2 separate regions of the Mus musculus genome follow, and region 2 is linked to region 1. Evidence: chromatin contacts called from public HiChIP or PLAC-seq data. All regions are on one chromosome and are shown on one strand. Each heading gives the region's core, a stretch centred on a gene start, on an enhancer-like site or on the middle of the called end of the contact. The rest is flanking DNA. Distances are from core to core; before and after follow the strand shown. Region 1 has its middle 31 kb from the start of Nudt4. Region 2 overlaps Gm33377 (a long non-coding RNA gene).

What was found. HiChIP or PLAC-seq counts read pairs in DNA pulled down with a chosen protein or histone mark.
Region 2: an H3K27ac HiChIP or PLAC-seq map of embryonic stem cells shows a contact between it and region 1, with 5 read pairs. The contact joins two enhancer-like sites. A contact is called at or near these places in 1 of 15 datasets of contacts at CTCF or cohesin (the NIH/3T3 cell line), 2 of 484 Hi-C or Micro-C datasets (bone marrow-derived macrophages and embryonic stem cells), 9 of 115 datasets of contacts at active chromatin or transcription factors (bone marrow-derived macrophages, embryonic basal ganglia, embryonic forebrain and 3 more) and 1 of 9 other capture datasets (embryonic stem cells).

What each region holds. Positions count from the first base shown.
Region 1 is chr10:95,592,326-95,598,070 of GRCm38.p6, reverse strand. No RefSeq gene overlaps it. Among named protein-coding and RNA genes, the nearest start is that of Nudt4, 31 kb to the right of the region's middle. Within about 2 kb of position 2,555, at least 40 of the 459 cell types and tissues checked have an H3K27ac peak or open chromatin away from gene starts, as enhancers often do. A contact at or near this core is called in embryonic stem cells, where this site is marked.
Region 2 is chr10:95,875,904-95,881,619 of GRCm38.p6, reverse strand. The region is part of intron 3 of Gm33377 (a long non-coding RNA gene); the gene reads right to left. Among named protein-coding and RNA genes, the nearest start is that of Gm24433, 20 kb to the left of the region's middle. Within about 2 kb of position 1,294, at least 88 of the 459 cell types and tissues checked have an H3K27ac peak or open chromatin away from gene starts, as enhancers often do. A contact at or near this core is called in embryonic stem cells, where this site is marked.

The DNA of each region.
Region 1 (5,745 bases), core at 1,306-3,805:
CTCCAAGTCTTCCTACATAGCACGCTTTCTTTGGACCTTAACAGCAGTGAAGGCCCACAGGAGCCCATGACTAGAAGCTGCTGACCTGGGCAAGGGGACTGGATCAGACCTAGGACCTGGGCTGCGCTCGCCATTGGTCAGAGGCACTTCATTTGGCAGCAGGCAGCAGTCAATGCTGAAATGACTTAGCCCGTGTGAGCGGAGGATACACTGAGTGCTCGGCCCGGAATAGGACATCTTTCTTAACACATCACCCCACTCCACCCCCAACACTACCACCAAGTTTCAGAGGAGGGGGCAGAAAGAATGAGAGAGCAGACGATAAAGGGAGTGTTCTGAAATCCTGTCTTCTGGACTTGACATGACTACAGGGCTCTCAAACCCACAGAGGCCAGCGTGAGGTCAGCCCTGCCAAAATGGCAGCATAGACTGGGGAGTCTCCAGACGCTGCCCCTTACTGAGGAGCTGTGGGCAGTTGTTCACTGATGAGGAGAGAGGCTGATTGATTGATTGATTGATTGATTTGTATGTGTGGCCACTGGCAAGTTGCTCATGCTCCTGTGAATGGCCCCGTAACCATACCCACGTGGGCAGCACTGAGTTCGTGTGTGTGTGTGTGTGTGTGTGTGTGTGTGTGTGTGTGTGTGTGAGGTGTGACATCTATCCTATATATATGTCAGAAAGTTGGAAGGGACTCTGTTGGAGTGAAATGTGAAGGAAGTTGGGGTGGAGAAATGGGGGGGGCAGGTTGATATGATCATGTCTCATTGTATATGTGTATGAATTTCTCAAGAATAAAGAAAAATTAAAACAAAGAAGAAGAACAGTGATTAGTGTTGGCCTGGGAAGACTGTCATGAAGAATGAAATGTTCGTGTATTACGATGTCTAACCCAGCCAAGTGTGCACACTGGTAAACCTAGCTCTTGGGACGCTGACGAAGAGCCTGCAAACCTGAGGCTAACCTGGGCTATCTATACACTGAATACCAGGCCAGCCTAGGCTATTTATACCCTGAATACCAGGCCAGCCTAGGCTATCTATACACTGAATACCACCAGGCCAGCCTAGACTATCTATACATTGAATAGCAGACCAGCCTGGGCTATCTATATATTGATACTGGGCCAACCAAAGCTACACAATAAGATTGATTTTTTTCCCCAAAGGAAACATCAAACATAAAATGTGTAGCCCTATAATAAAGTAAAATTTTCATTTTCCTTTATTCTCCCCACACATACCCCATCATCCTTCACCCAGCCCCCTTCCTTTTTTCTTTCTTTTCAGTATTTTTATTTATTTTTTTCTTTGTCAATTTTACACATGCACAATAGATCTTGATCAAATTCCTGCCTTTCCCACTGCATGTCTTCATATATACACATATACACAGTGTATGTGTGTGTGTGTGTGTGTGTGTGTGTGTGTGTGTGTGTGTGTAACACCTACTGAGTCCAAGTCCAACTCAGTTTGCTTGACTTGGGGTGGAGGCTGGAATGTAGGCCAGGCTGGCCTCAAGCTGAAGCTGACCCTGAACTCCTGTTGTCTCCCTTTACTTCCTGAGTGTTGGCTACAGACAAGCACTATCACTCCCAGCTCCTGCGGTGTTTTGTTTTGTTTTGTTTACTCAATAGCCAGCAGAACAGAGCCTGCCCTTCCCCCAACACCTGTGGAAAACAGGCCACCGCTCGCAGGGCTCTATCCAAAACAGGCTGAGAAAATAGCACAACCTGCCTGCCTCTGCAGAATCCACCTACTTTCTCAATAAATATTTACTCAGCCCCTACTGTGTGCTCTGGAACATTATCTTCTCTGTGGATCCTAGGGCCTCCTTTATCTCTCTAGTCCCCTCCTTACCAACCCAACAGGAGTCCCGCTTACAATCTATTCACTGTCCTTCAGCCAGGGTCCCAACCCTGTCCTCCAGAAGGGACTATTGTCCTCCCGGCTCTGGCTTTCCCTCTTTCTTTGAAGCTTAATTTCAATGTCCTTAATCTGTTCATTGTTCCAGCTCCTCTCCTGCTGTCTCTCTTTGCTAATGTCTGACCTCAGCTAACTGGCACAACAGCCTCTGAATAGAGCAAACGGGATTGAAGGAATGTAACCTATTTGCCTGAGATGATCTAACCAGCGAGTGCTCAGAGTGAGCCAGTTCTATACCGTAGTCATTGTACTAATAACAGGAAGCCCTTGAAATTGAGGTGACAGGAAAGCTGCGGTATTAGTAATGATTGGGGGCTAAAAACTGACTATGAGGGCCTGGGGATAGAGCCTAGTTCTTCCCTAGCATGTGCAAGGAAGGCCCTTGGTTCAACCTTCAATCACATGCGCGCGCGCGCGCACACACACACACACACACACACACACACACACACACACACACAAGGAATAGATGCGGTAGGGTAGGAAGTCATTGGAATAGGAAAACATTTGGATTTGTAATCAACCAGAAGACACACCTGTGTCTCTGAGGAGAGGCTTACCTGTGTTTCCAGAGAGGCTTAACTAAGGGAGGGAGAACCACCCTGAATATGCGTGGCACTACCCTTTGGACTTGAGTCTCGGGCTGATAAAAGGAGACCGGTCCAGGAGCCGCATCCCAGTCCTAATACCATGCCTTCTCACTGTGACAGGATGCACCCTCAGATTGCAAAACAGATAAAACCTTAAGTCGCTTTTGCTGAGTTTTTTAATCACATCAATGAGAAAAGTACAGACTCCAAGGCCAGATACTGGAAAAAAATCATAAAAGAGGGCTGGAGAGATGGTTTGCTCAGGGTTAAGAGCACTGGCTGCTCTTCCAAAGGTCAGGGGTTCAATTCCCAGTACCTACATGGTGGTTCACAACTGTCTATAATTGCAGTTTCAGGGGATCTGACACCTTGGAGGCAGAACTCCAATGCACATTAAAAATAAACAAACAAACAAGCCTAAAGAAGAAAAAGCATGAACGAACGCATGGCCCATCGGGAAGATGAATCTGGAGCTAAAAATCTTTACAGAATGAGGGATTGTTGTGAGAGAAAGCTACTACTTACTACTGGGAGCTAGTTGACCTTGGGCGGGGGGGGGGGGGGGGCAAAACATAGTAGGGGAAATATTCTGGAAGCCATAATGAAGATACCCACTTATTTACAAACCCATCATTTAAGGAGTGTAGAAGAAGAAATGCACCCCTCCACCCCCCAGCTCGCACACACCACTAAGTGTTCCCCGAGATAGCCAGGTCTCCATTGTGGAAAGATCAGCACAAGAGTGTCTGGGAATGTCCGTTGCTGTGAGGAAGCTGCTGAGGCCCCTCCACGCAGTGACCGGAAGCACACTGCTGCTCTCGGAAAGGACCCGAGTTTGGTTCCCTAGCATCCACATCAAGCAATTCCAAACGTCTTAGAACTCTAGCTGCATGGAGATCTGATGCTGAGCGACATCTCGGCTAGGCTCAGCCCCACAGTTACCTGGCAACAGCCAGGTGTGCGGGACTCACTATAAAAGGGGCTGCTTGCCCTATCCTCACTCTCTTGCTCTCTTCTCTTCTCCTCTTGCTCCCTTACCCCATCCTCCCCCACGTGCTCCTGGCGGGCCTCTCCTCCTCCTCCTCCTCCTCCTCCTCCTCCTCCTCTTCCTCCTCCTCCTCCTCCTCCTTTCTCTCTCTCTCTCTCTGCCTTTGTCTCTACTACCCCCTCAACTTCCCTTCCCATGCCCTAAATAAACTCTATTCTATACTATACCATCGTGTAGTTGGTCCCTCAGGGGGAAGGGATGCCTCAGCATGGGCCCGCAGAGGCACCCCTTTCCCCCATACTATACTGCACCTCCACCAAACATATTCCTTCCTTCTTATCTTTTTATAAAACAGAACACACATACCCACACCCAGACATACATGTCGTTAAAAATAAAGTCTTGGGAGCTGGAGAGATGGCTCAGCAGTTAAAAGCACTGACTACTCTTTCAGAGGTCCTGAGTTCGATTCCCAGTATATGGTGGCTCATAACCATCTGTAATGGGATCTGATGCCCTCTTTTAGTGTGTCTGAAGACAGTTATGGAGTATTCTTACAAACAAAACAAATACATCATTTTTGAAAAATGTCTTTAAAAAGAAAGAAAGCTATTGGGATAACGAGATAAGGAGATGTATAAGGCCATGTGAGGATCAGACTCCAGTGTTCGGCAGTGACCTTGGTTGGGATGAACAGAAAGAAAGGACATGATGGGATTGGTCCCCAGATCCAGGGCAGAGGGCAGCGCTATACAACTGTGGAATGTGAGAAGTGGGATGCTTCAAGGCAGCTGTGAACTCATAACCTACAGGAAGACAAGGCATAGCACTCCAGAAAAACACACACTTCGAATCATAGCACAGAAGTCTGCAGGGAGAGGGGTCTTCCAAATCAGATAAGGAGAATCATAAAATGATTTTTTTGAAGAGATGTAATAGAAATCCATAAAACTATCACCCACACCAGAAGATCATGGAGAATCCAGGTGTGGTGGTATGGAGTGGAGACAGAAGGGTCCTGAGTTTTAGGTCAGCCTGGAATTTAATGGCATGTGTTACTTTTCTTTTGCTGTGATGGAATATCATCACCAAAAGCAACTTACAGAAGGAAGATTCTATCTGCCTTTCAGAACAGAGAGATGGCGCCTGTCATGGCAGACAGATAGAGCGAACAGCACGCATGGCAGCAGAAGCAGGGGGCTGGGAGCTCACCTTCTTAAACTACAGGCATCAAGCAGAGAGAGCAAACTAGAAGCAGAGGCTTTAAACTGAGGGCCACCTCCAGTGATGGACCTCCTGCAGCAAAGCCGAACCTCCTAAGGCACCCCCCACCCTCCCACCCCTCCACCCTCCCACCCCCCCAACCCCCTCACCCACCCCCCCCAAACATTTATCTCTATCACCTGGGGCGTGAGCGGTCAGCTACCTGAGCCTGTAGAAAGCACCTTTCTCATAAAATACTCCCAGGAAAACCTATCTGAAACAAAGACATGTTTGCTTTACAACAGAGTCTTTCTATGAGTAGAGCATAAGTTAAACTGGTTATGTAATATTTTATTCACAATGTTTAAATAGCCATTGCTCTTGCTAGAGTAAGACTTATTGCTTGGTGCTGGGGGAACTTTGCAAGATTTAACCAGCACCAAGAAGTATTTTATCTTTGCTATATGTTATAAAGTTCTAAATGGATGTATGTTAGAGATTTTCTGAATCTCAAAGTCTAATGATGGAATTAGGACTGTAGCTCACTCAGTAGAGTGGTTGCTTACAAAGCCCTGGGCTTGGTGCCCAGCACTATATAAACCAGGTGTGGTAAGAAATGTCCGTCAATCCGGCACTTAGAAGGATTATAGCAGGAGGTTCAGGAGTTCAAGGTCATCCGAAGATGCCAACTTGAGGCCAATCTAGAATACTTGAGAACCTGAAAGGATGGATGGATGGATGGGTAGGTGGGTGGATGGACGGAAGGACAGACAGATGATAAATAGGTGAATCTAAATTATCCTTATCTTTGCATTATCTAAAATATGTGAGATTACCTTCAGTATTTAGAGTGACACCCAAAGAAAGGATTAAACTGGTAGAAACTTCTCTGGCTTCTGAGTCTAAATTCATTCCAATCCCTTATATCAACATCAGCTAAATGCCAAAACATACGTCACATAATCTCCATAATAACCTGCATGGTAATTATTACCATTTTGCAGCAGATCAGAAATCTAAAGTTCAGAAAGATAAAATG
Region 2 (5,716 bases), core at 45-2,544, 280 kb before region 1:
TTGAATTTGAGGATCAAGAAAGAAGAGCTGCCGAGGGCCATGGTGTCCAGCTCAAATCCCAGCATGGAGGAGGTGCGGAAGGAATCAGAAATTCAGGGTCATCCTCAACTATATAGGGAGGTCGAGGCTAGCCTGGACCTCATGATACTATTGCAAAAGACAGACAGAAAGAAAGGAAGGAAAAGGGAGGAGGAAAAAGGAAGGTATGAGAAAAAAATGTTACATTTTTGGTAATAACACGAAGCAAGGACTGTAAAAAAAAGGATACTACGCTGTGCATTCAATACTACTGCATTTCTTACTTTTCCTAGTATTTTCCTAGTACTTTGTTTGTTTTTTCGAGACAGGGTTTCTCTGTGTAGCCCTGGCTGTCCTGGAACTCATTCTGTAGACCAGGCTGGCCTCGAACTCAGAAATCCACCTGCCTCTGCCTCCCAAGTGCTCAGATTAAAGGCATGCGCCACCATGCCCAGCTTCCAGTATTTCTGTTATGTACAGCACTCAACATTTTATAACCATGGAAACAGAGGCTTTTATATAGTCTGTTTAGTAAAGGTTAGACGTGAGATCAAGTATATATATATATATATAGGATACACATATACGATATACATATACATCTAGATTTACATATACATATGACCGTCTTGATAGAGCCCAGGCTGGTCTCAAGCCCGTGATTTTTCAGACCTCTGTCTCCCCAGCCCAGGACTGCAGGTATGTGCTCTTTCTTGCCTTGCCTTTCTGGTGAAACGCTGGCAGATGTGTTTCCAAGCAGCAGTACTGAGTTTTGAGTATCAGTAGGACATTTGACTAAAGGTGCCTAGCAGGTCACAGGAAATGAAATCGAGGTTCAGGAAATGATGCAGGTTAGAGGGACAAGTCCAGAGTCATTAGTTAAAAACTGCGAGCTAAACTGTGAGACTACCCTTACTTTGTCTGGATTTGTCTAGTTCAGTTCTGTTGGGTGGATCTCTTTAGGCATGCCAAGTATCAGGAACTTAAAAAAAAAAAAAAAAAAAAAAAAGTAACTGGGTGCAGACGCACACTCCAGTAATCACAGCAGTCAGAGGGGTGGGGCAGGAGGATTACTTTCAGTTCAGTCCAGGGGAATTTGACCCTCTACACTGAGGAATCTTTATCCTTGCTTTGTATCCTCCTCGCCACTGTTAGCTGCTGATTTACCTCAGCCTTGAGTAAGTTGCGCTATCTTCTGATCTCAGTTAGTGGGTGTGTTATCCCCACTGCTCCACACCGCTGCACCACGCACTGTATCGGTTTCTTTCTGTTCCTGAGCTTAGAGGAGGGAAGGTTTTGCTTAAGTGGGTACAAGCCGCCTTGGTGGGGCTGGCACCGGAGTAGGAACCGCAGGAACCAGAAATCAGAAAGCCGCCTTGGTGGGGCTGGCACCGGAGTAGGAACCGCAGGAACCAGAAATCAGAAAGCCAGAGAGATCACATTTCAGGAAACAGAAAGAACAGGAAGTGGCGTCAGGTTAGAAAACCTCAAAGCTTGCCCCCAGTGATCTACTTCCTCTAGCAACACTCTACCTCCTTAAGGTTCCTCCCAAGCAATAACTACAGGGAATCAAATGTCCAAGTACATCGACTGTCTTAGTTACTTTTCTGTTGCTATGACAAAACACCAAGGCCAAGGCTAGCTAATTTATTTATTTATCTTGGCAATTTATTTTTTAAAAAAATTAAAAAAAGAGTTTAATTAGAGGGTTAGAGTTATGATGGACAAGCAAAGGCACGGCAGCAAGTGGCTGGAGCGGCAGCTGAAGCTCACGTCTCTCAATCCACAAGTAGGAGGCAGAGAATGCATTGGGAATGTCAGTAGGTGTTTGAAACCCCAAGCCCAACCACAGTGACACACTTCTTTCAATAAGGCTACATCTACCCATCCTTCCTAAACAGTTCCACCAACTGGGGACTAAACATTCAAATATATGAGTCTCTGTGGGCCATTCTCATTCAAACCACTACGTTTCTGACACATGAAAACTAGGCGCATATTCAAACCACTGCTGTTGTGATTTGTGTTTTTAGAGTTCAGAGAATAAGAGATCAGACCGAAGCTATTGATTATTGTTCTTTTCTTTCAGGGATACGGTCTGACTATGTAGTACTGGCTAGTCTGGAACCAACTCTCACTGGGTAACCCAGGCTAGCCTTGAACCCACACCCATCCTCCTGTCTCGGTTTCTGGAGCTATAGGCGTGTTGCCTGCATGTCTGCTTCATGTATACACGGAGGACACCTATGGAATGAGTTGTTTTCAGAGAGATGACTTTGAATTCCAGTTTATTCAGCATCCTTAACAACAAACAAGTGCATTGTAATAGACTTAATGATTCAGAGGAAAAGGATTTTGTGTGTCTATGAGAAGTTACAGGGGAAAGCAAACAACTGTCAGATAAAGGTCATATTCCTCTCCAAACTGTATTTTTCTTCTTCTTCATTCTGTTCATTTGTTTTTGAGACAGGGTCCCGTGCAGCTCAGGCTGGCCCCATGTGTATTCTGGAGAAGATTTGGCAGATGCTGGGATTGCAGACATGAGCTAGCACACGGTACTTCACAGTGTCTCCGGTCATTAAGCTTTGTTCTCTTTGGTAATGCATATATGCTGGAGGGATAGGAGGCACGGCAGATTTTATTTCTAAAATTCTGTGTCTTGCTTTTGGACAGAGGGAGGTGAGACAGCATCTTTCTGTCTGGCATCTTTCTTTAGCATCTTCAGTGCAACAATCCTTCATATTTTAGGAAGGAACATTCTGGTCGTCCACAGAGCCCTTCAGAGCAGAGTCAGTTCTAGGCTGGATCCTTTTGCTCAGCATTTTCCCGCCCTCCTGAGGCTCTACTGGTCTATGGCAAACATCTGTTTCCCTGAACTGAGGTAGGACATTCTGTTTGTAGAATGCATATAGTGTTTGTTTGTTTGTTTGTTTGCTTGCTTGCTTTTTGTACACTGCACTTGGCTGTATTGAGAAAGGACTGAGAGATCTCTGTGCTGCCAACAATCCTTTCATGGTCCTCAGCTGTGCGATATCCTGTAGCCAGACTCTCATCTTGCACATGCTCACTGGGACCTCATTCGCACAGCTGATCTGCAGAACTGTTTAAACTTTCTATCGCCATGGCACTTATCAGGACTTCCTATAAACGATAATTGATGTGGAGGTCACAACTGGTTTTAGTGCCTCTAAATTCCATCCAAAGGTACTTTCCAGCTAAAAATTTCCATGATTCTGAGTGTGTAGCAATTTCATGTCAGGCAGGATCAGAAGCTTGGTCAATATTATTTTTTCCACAGGGAGACTGTGTAAGGCCAGAGATCTGACTTAAGCCAACAAATGTGCATCCTTCATAGTGGAAGAATAAATAAAAGTATGATTTGTGGGTTAGCTAATGATTTCTTCCTGCAAATATTAACCTCTTCTCTTTACCAAGAACTCAATGCATGCACACAGCTGTGGCTTTGAGTGTTGGGGAAGTTTGAAACTGAGATAATTTCTGAACATTTATTTCACATCTTTGTTCCCTCTTCCTTCTCTGAATGTCCATAATGCTACATTTTCTGCTTATGGTTATTCCCTTTTCCTCTGTTTTGTCCTCACCAGCATGCCATTTCCATATTTCCTATAAAGAAATCCTAGTTAGGGTTTTACTGCTGTGAACAGACTCCATGGCCAAGGCAAGTCTTATAAAGCACATCATTTAATTGGGGCTGTCTTATAGGTTCAGAGACTCAGTCCATTATCATCAAGGTGGGAGTATGGCAGCACCTAAGCAGACGTGGTGTAGGCAGAGCTGAGAGTTCTACATCTTCATCTGAAGGCTGCTAGTGGAAGACTGACTTCCAGGCAGATAGGATAAGGGTCTTAAAGCCAACACACACATTGGCACACCTACTCCAACAAGGCCATACCTCCTAATAGTGCCACTCTTTGGAACAAGCATATACAAACCATCACAAGGGTTTTATTATTTGAAAGTCTAAACTAGTGCCAGTTTGGCACTATAATCCCAGGTTTTGGGAGGATGAGGCAAGAGGATTGCCTTGAGTTTGATGCCAGCCTGAACTATGCAGTGGTAGTAAAGTCCAACGTCAACTGGAGATGCACAGAGTCTCAGTCTCTCTCTCTCTCTCTCTCTCTCTCTCTCTCTCTCTCTCTCTCTCCCTCCCTCCCTCCCTCCCTCCTTTCTTCTTTTCTTCCCTCCCTCAAAAAGCCAGATTTCATACAGACCTGTAATCCAAATTACTTGGGAAACTGAAGCAACAGGGTTTCCATTTCAAGACCTGTCTGCCTACAGAGTATTTAAGGCTTGCATGATCAACTTAGCAAGGCTCTATCTCAAAATCTAAACATACAAGGAGCTTGTAGAACACCAGTTAGACTATACCAGAAAAGAAAATCCACTGCCACATAATAATCAAAACATAAAATGTACAGAACAAAGAAAGAATAATAAAAGCAGGAAGGGGAAAGGGCAGGTGACATACAAAGATAGACTTATCAGAATTACACTCACCTTCTCAACAGAGACTCTAAAAGCTAGAAGGGTCTGGACAGACATCTTATAATCTCTAAAAACAGCACAGATGCCAACCTAGACTACTACTATACCCAGAAAAACACTCAATTACCATACATGGAGAAGACAAGATATTTCAAGACAAATCCAAATTCAAACAATACCTATCCACAAATCAAGCCCTACAGAAAATATTAGAAGGAAAACTCCAACCCAAGGAGAATAACTACATCCAAAAAACCACAGAAAATAAGTAACTTCATACCAGCAAAAACAAGGGAAACACACACACACAAACACCATCAACATCAAGATAACAGGAATTGACAATCGTTGGCCATTAATATCTCTCAACATCGGTTTAATCAATACTCCCAATAAAAAGATACAAGCTGCCGGGCAGTGGTGGCTCATGCCTTTAATCCCAGCACTTGGGAGGCAGAGGCAGGCAGATTTCTGAGTTCGAGGCCAGCCTGGTCTACAGAGTGAGTTCCAGGACAGCCATGGTTATACAGAGAAACCCTGTCTCAAAAAACCAAAAAACCAAAACAAAACAAAAGACACAGACTAACAGAATGGGTGCAAAACCAGGATCCATCATTCTGCTGCATACAAGAAACATACCTCAGCAATAAAGATGGATATTATCTTGGAATAAAGGGCTAGAAAAAAGTTTTTCAAACAAATTGACCCAAGAAGCAAACTGGATAGCCATTCTAATATTTAATAAAATAGATTTTCAACCAAAATTCATCAAAAGAGACAGGGAAGGACATTTCATACTCATCAAAGGAAAATCTACTAAGATTATATCTCAATTCTGAACATATATTCCCCATACAAAAGGGCGCCCACGTTTGTAAAAGAAACATTGCTAATGCTTAAATCACATATCTAACCCCATATGTTAATAGTGGGAGACTCCAACACTCAACTCTCACCAACTGACAGGTCATCCAAACAAAAACTAAACAGAAATAATGAAATTTATAGGCATTATGAATCAAATGGATGTAACAGACAACTATAGAATATTTCATCCCAACAAAGAATATACTTTCCTTTCAATACCTCATGGACTTCTCCATATAGTCAGTCACAAAGCAAGCATCAATAGATAAAAGAAAATTGAAATAACACCTGTATCTTATCAGTCCACTATGGATTAAAGATGGAC